Linked DNA regions of Mus musculus: region 1 is linked to region 2. The links are chromatin contacts, called in public promoter capture Hi-C maps. All regions are on one chromosome and are shown on one strand. Each heading gives the region's core, a stretch centred on a gene start, on an enhancer-like site or on the middle of the called end of the contact. The rest is flanking DNA. Distances are from core to core; before and after follow the strand shown.

Region 1 (2,700 bases), core at 117-2,616, 450 kb before region 2:
ACCGATTCCTGGAATATCTGTCTGTAAGTTTCCAGCGCTGAGATCAATTTGCATTTCTGTAAATCACAGACAGCTTCTAAGAACTTAACAAGCCTCCTGAGAAACGCTGGTGGCTGGTATTTCATTGTTTCATAAATATTTTTATACGGGTGACACCATTCAACTTAAAATAAATCTTTAAAAAGGAAGACGATTAAGACCGAGGAAAATTAGTCTGGCTTTTATTTTCACGGGAAGAAGATAAGTGAAGTGTGAGCCCCACTTCTTAAAATGTAGCTTTGATTATTTTAAAAAATGCATTAAAAAAGAAAAAGGAAACTCCTAGAAGTTGAACTTTCTTTCAAACGGGCCTCTAGACTTTGAAAACAAGTGGTGCTTTCGCGAACAAAGGCTAAAAGTGTCCCCAGATTTTTTTTGGGGTCCTCCTGGGGATCGTATCTCCTCCAATAAACAAACAAATCCCCCAGTATTTCCTACCGAGGGGAAGTTTTCCAGGGAGAGTCTACTCCCGGGTTTGGTGGTAAGTGCGACTCAGTCTTTTTTGGACACAATGTTTCTGCTGACTCCTGAAAATTTTCCACTTGAATGTGCACTGGAGCGGCGGCGGCGGCGGCGGCAGCTCTGGAGAGGCGGCAAGAGCGAGAGAGCCCTCTTTCATCTCCCGGGAGGAGGAGCCCGGATCGGCGCGGACCCCGAAGGGGCCGGGCGCCGGGGGAGTCACCGGGCTGCAGGCTCTAAGCTGCGCGCCGAACGCTCTCCCACCCGCGATCGCGCCAAACTCGGCGCTTCCCAGGCAAGGAGCGAGGTGCGCGGGAGAGGGACGCTGGAGAGAGGGGCGCGCAGAAAGGCGAGCGGGGCCGCCTGTTGCCGCGCAGGGTTGCGGCCCAACTTGCAGGGCGGCGGGGCCGCTCCCCTCTTGGAGCCGCACACAAAGCGCCGATCGCGGTGACGCCTAGACAGCCCGCGCCCCCGAGTCCGCCCCGCGCGCAACTTACCACGGCAGCCCGAGCGGGCGCGGCAAACTTCGGGGCGCTGGGCCGCCGCCCCCGCGTTACTCCAGCCGGTACTCCCTGCGGTACTCCCGCGCCGGGCAGCCCCAACCCGGCCTCGCCGGCTCCCGGGACGGGCAGGGCGCGCCGGGGCAGCTGCCCGCGCTCCGGCGACGCTGCGCGCTGGGGGGTCAGCGCATGGCCTGCGCCCCGCCGCGGCCGCCCCGGGCCCGGGCCCCGGCGCGCGGACTCCCCGCGAGCTGGAAGCGAGTGTGCGAAGTGCTGGGGGGCGCCCGCGGCGGGCGGCGGGGCCGCGGAGGCTCGGCTCGGCTCGGGCGGCGCGGCGCGGCGCGAGCGATGCGAAGAATGTGCGGAATGAGGACAGGAATGAAATGAACGCCAGGACCGAACTCGCTCCGGAGGGGTGGGGCCTCGGTGACGTCATGCCGCCGGGTCCTGGATGGGGCGGGGCCTGCCGCCGCGGTGACGTCATGGTGTGGGGCGGGACGCGTGGGGCGGGACTTGGCGCCCACGGGGGAGCGAGCCGCGCGCGATGGCGGGGGCTCAGGGCTTTGTGCGGTCCGAGGCGGGGCGGCCGGATACTAGGAATGCCGGGTGTGCGCCCTCCGCCTGCTGTGCCTCAGTTTACCCCCTCCTGGTTTGCACAGGCAACGACGCTCCCAGGCTGGAAGGGAGGTTGCTCTTCAGGAAACTGAGGCCGGAGTGGGCGGCTTCCCCAGCCCGCCACTCCTCCTCTAGCCGTTTCGCTTTACCCAAGTTCGGGGTGCTCGCGCAAATTCTGGGCTTTGCGAACTCCGGGTTGGAGCGTCACGGAGTCCTCGCCCGCCTCCTGCCCTGTCTTTCTAGAAGTGAAGCTCACTCGTGCTGCGAGTTGAGTCTACAGAAATCCTGCACCCGGTTAAATAAAATAAATAAAGTCTTGCCTGGCTGCAAAAAGCAGCTTTGTGCCGTCCCTTTATGGAGAAAGTGAGAATCAATCATAAAAGGTTTGAACTCTTTTTGGAGTGGACGGCGCCTCAGTACTTGAGAAACTCCGGTAAAGTTAACGGAGGCTGGGACAGACATGCTGGCAGTTTGGGCCGGTAGCAGTCCGTAGTTTCCCAGAAAGGAGCCGGCCCTTCCCGCACCGGGACTTCCTTCTTTCAGCTCTGGCTTCAGAACAAACTAATGGCGCCTGTTTTGTGCCCGAGGATTCCTGGAGTGTGCATAACTCAGGAAAGCCAATGGGACTCACTGAGCGCGTTTGATCGGAAACAACGATTACCAGTGCGTTTTAAAGGCAGAAATATCTTTCTCTAATGCATTTTTAAAATTATACGTCAAGAGAATTGAAGACTCCCATGCCGTTGTAAAAAGTAATACAGAGACATTCTTTGTTCGCTTCACTCAGCTCTTCCCCACGCCTGTCAACCAAAATTATATCCCAGCCAGGGTATTAATTTTCGAGCAGATTTTCCAGATCAACTTGTACACATCACTGTGTATTTTTTTAATTCTATACATTCTATAATTTCTCACCTGTGTAGATGTCCACCGCAATCAGGTACAAATGTGTATTATTTCCAGTTACTATGCAGTAATGTGACAGGTTGACAGTAAGAACTTCACACACCCGAGCAGAGTATTAGAAAATACACGACGATTTTTCCCTTTAAAACTCTGGCAGGTGTATGTCTCTTTTCCAGATAGC
Region 2 (2,700 bases), core at 189-2,688:
TCAAAGGCCAGGGGCTCCAGACACATGCGCCCAGAGCTCCTTCCCACTGCCACAGGACAACTGGTGGGAAGCAGGCACAGAGTCAGGACTGCTTTCCGGATCCCTAAAACAGAGAGGACACAACACAAGCTTTTGGGGGAGAAACTACTGGGATCCAACCTGTGCCCTCTTCCTTGTGCCTGAAGAAGGCAGCACTGATCACCTTTGAAACCCCTGGGACATGAACAGGGGCTATCCTGGTGTCCCACGCTTTAGGTCCACTGCCCCCACCCCCACCCCTCGCGGAGATTGCTGGCACGCAGAGGACACAGGTACCTGAGAACTCAGGAGGCAAATGCGGAAGGCCAATTGACCTCCAGCTTTCTTCTCTCCGGGTCTATCCATAAGGGCTACTGACTTTATCCTCCCACTAAACCACCTAAGACATAGTGGACAGCGAAAGGCCTTGCAAACGAGAGCTCTTTCCGCTTTAGAAACCCAGGCCCAGAATAAACAATGTGGAAGGAGACAGGAGAGTACTCTGGTTTCAACACGCCTCTTCCCGGTCCAGTACAGGCCCTTCCCAGCTCCGCCGGTGAGGGTGAGGCTAAGACTGAGGCTGGCCTGGGATAAATTAACCCCGCCCTCTCCGAACAGCTGCAGCAGGCAGAGGCTGCAAGGGAGACCCCAGCCCAGGGCCAGCTAGCCACTGACAGAGCAGGACACGAGGGTAGGATGCTCCTGGGCAGGGACAAGCACAGGCTGTCAGGGGTCCCAAGCTAGAGGGAACAGCAGCGCAGGACCCTCGGAGCGTCGCCACCGGCCAAGCAACCAGCCCGAGTTCCAGCCCGCCGCTGGCCAGGCCACTGACATTTGGCCCAACTTCCTGTTATCAAGGAGGGAGGAGAAGAAAGGAAGCAGAAAAATATAATAATAAAATAAAAATAAGCAAGGCGCTCTGTTAGAGGATGGGAAAGGTACGGGAGCCTAGATCGCACAGAGCAAAGTTTGGGGACGTTCCCCTGAACGATGACAGGCGACCCTGCTGCTGAAGGGCGCCTACTATGCGCGTGTGTTGGGTTTTCTGAGGTTAGAATGACAGTTTTGATTGGTGAAGAGCCCACGGCGCACCCCGCAGGTGGGTCTGAGATCCCGGACGGAACTGCCGCACCTGACCCTCCGGGGCGTCCAGTAGGGCGCGGAGTCCAGCCGGGACTGGCACAGTCCCCACCCGCTCCCGCACACCCCGGAGCCTTCTCCCACTCCGTCTTACCCAAGGTCTCGCGGGCCTCCAGGCCTCAGGTCAACACCTGCCTTTCTTGTCCTCTGTCTGAGGGCGCAGAAATCCGGGACCCAGCGGGCCGCCTGCCGAGCCCGGAGCTAGCGAGGCGGCCCGGCGCAGGCTGAGCCGGCCGGGTGCCTGCGGTTCTGTGAGCCGCGGAGGATCCGATTGGGACACGCCTCCATCGAGGTTCGGCCAATGACAGGGCCTCCGAAGGCGAGGCTCCACCCCATGCTTGAGACGCGCGACCAATGGTCATGCAGCGCGGAACCCACCCCAGCGCCCTCCCAGTTAGTACCAGGCTGGGGGTTGCTGTCACCATTGCAGCTTCGGACGCACGTGGGCTGAAGCCCTGCCCTAGCCGCTCCCACCCTGGCCACAGGTCGAAGACCCAGCCCTGGGCTGCTATGAGACGAACACCCGGCCTTGGTGTTCTGGTGTCCAGGGAGAGGGGAAAGCTGGGCCTCCCGAAGCTTTGCCTAGGCAGCTGGAAAGACAGCCTCACTGTCCCTTCTGGACTGGAGGGAACAGCAAAGGACTTCTAGGACTGCCTGGCCTTCTTGGGCCCTCATTTCTTGCTTTTCTGCATGCAATCTTCCTTGCTTGGGTCTTCTCTTGAACTGGCCTTGCTTGGGCTAAAGCTGTGGGAAATGGGGTAGTGACACAGACCAATCGCACTGACTGGGTCGCTCGCACTTTCTCTTTCTTGGCTGTCGAATGGCTAACCCCTGTTTCTGATCGCTTTCATGAATGACCATGCCTCTCACAGTTTCAGCGAAAATTCTGAATGAATGGTTCGGGCTCGAAGTCCTGAGAAATTCATACGGACACTGCGACAGCAGTGAAAATAGGATTCAAGTGGACTGACTCACCCCTGGGGCCCGCAGCCCATCATTCAGCTTGGCCCAATGCAGAGTCCATAAATGTTCTTGAAACTGAGCTGACCCAGCGGGAGGAAAGCAGGCAGGCTTGGGCGGCGAAGGCAAACAGTACCATGACTCCAGGCTGCTGGAATTCCCCGGGTACCACCCTCTGGAGAGCATGCCCCTTGGCCAGGCAAGTGCAGGCAGCAATTCCTCCACCCCCAAACCTGGGGCCCGTCTTTTTCTATACTCTTTGCGTTTCCATCATCCAGGCCTTGGGGTTTCTCAGAGTTTGCCTCTCAGCGTCCTTAGGATTCACTCCACTTCTGTGGATGCGTTTTTATACCTGGTACTCAACCCCACTCAGTCTGCAAAACTCATCACTGACTCTAAGAGGGACAGTACTTGACTCTGGTGGGACTCTAACCATGTCACCACCAATCAATGAACACCTTCCATGCATCATCTCATTTAAACCCAGACCTAGAGATTGATCTTTTCAATATCCTCATCCCCTTTCACAGATGGGGGAACTGAGATCTGTAATACAGAGTCATTTACCAAGACCGTGTGCAT

Evidence for each region. Promoter capture Hi-C pulls out the DNA fragments that hold promoters and counts their contacts.
Region 1: a promoter capture Hi-C map of neural stem cells shows a contact between it and region 2. The contact joins the promoter of Tead1 here to the promoter of Mical2 in region 2. A contact is called at or near these places in 1 of 39 promoter capture datasets (neural stem cells), 2 of 484 Hi-C or Micro-C datasets (embryonic stem cells and uterus) and 2 of 115 datasets of contacts at active chromatin or transcription factors (cardiomyocytes and pancreatic cancer cells).

The regions. Positions count from the first base shown.
Region 1 is chr7:112,678,022-112,680,721 of GRCm38.p6, reverse strand. It overlaps Tead1 (TEA domain family member 1), which reads right to left and starts at 1,366. Exons shown (of 13, transcript NM_009346.4): 1 at 996-1,366.
Region 2 is chr7:112,224,574-112,227,273 of GRCm38.p6, reverse strand. It overlaps Mical2 (microtubule associated monooxygenase, calponin and LIM domain containing 2), which reads right to left and starts at 1,438. Exons shown (of 26, transcript NM_001193305.1): 1 at 1,253-1,438.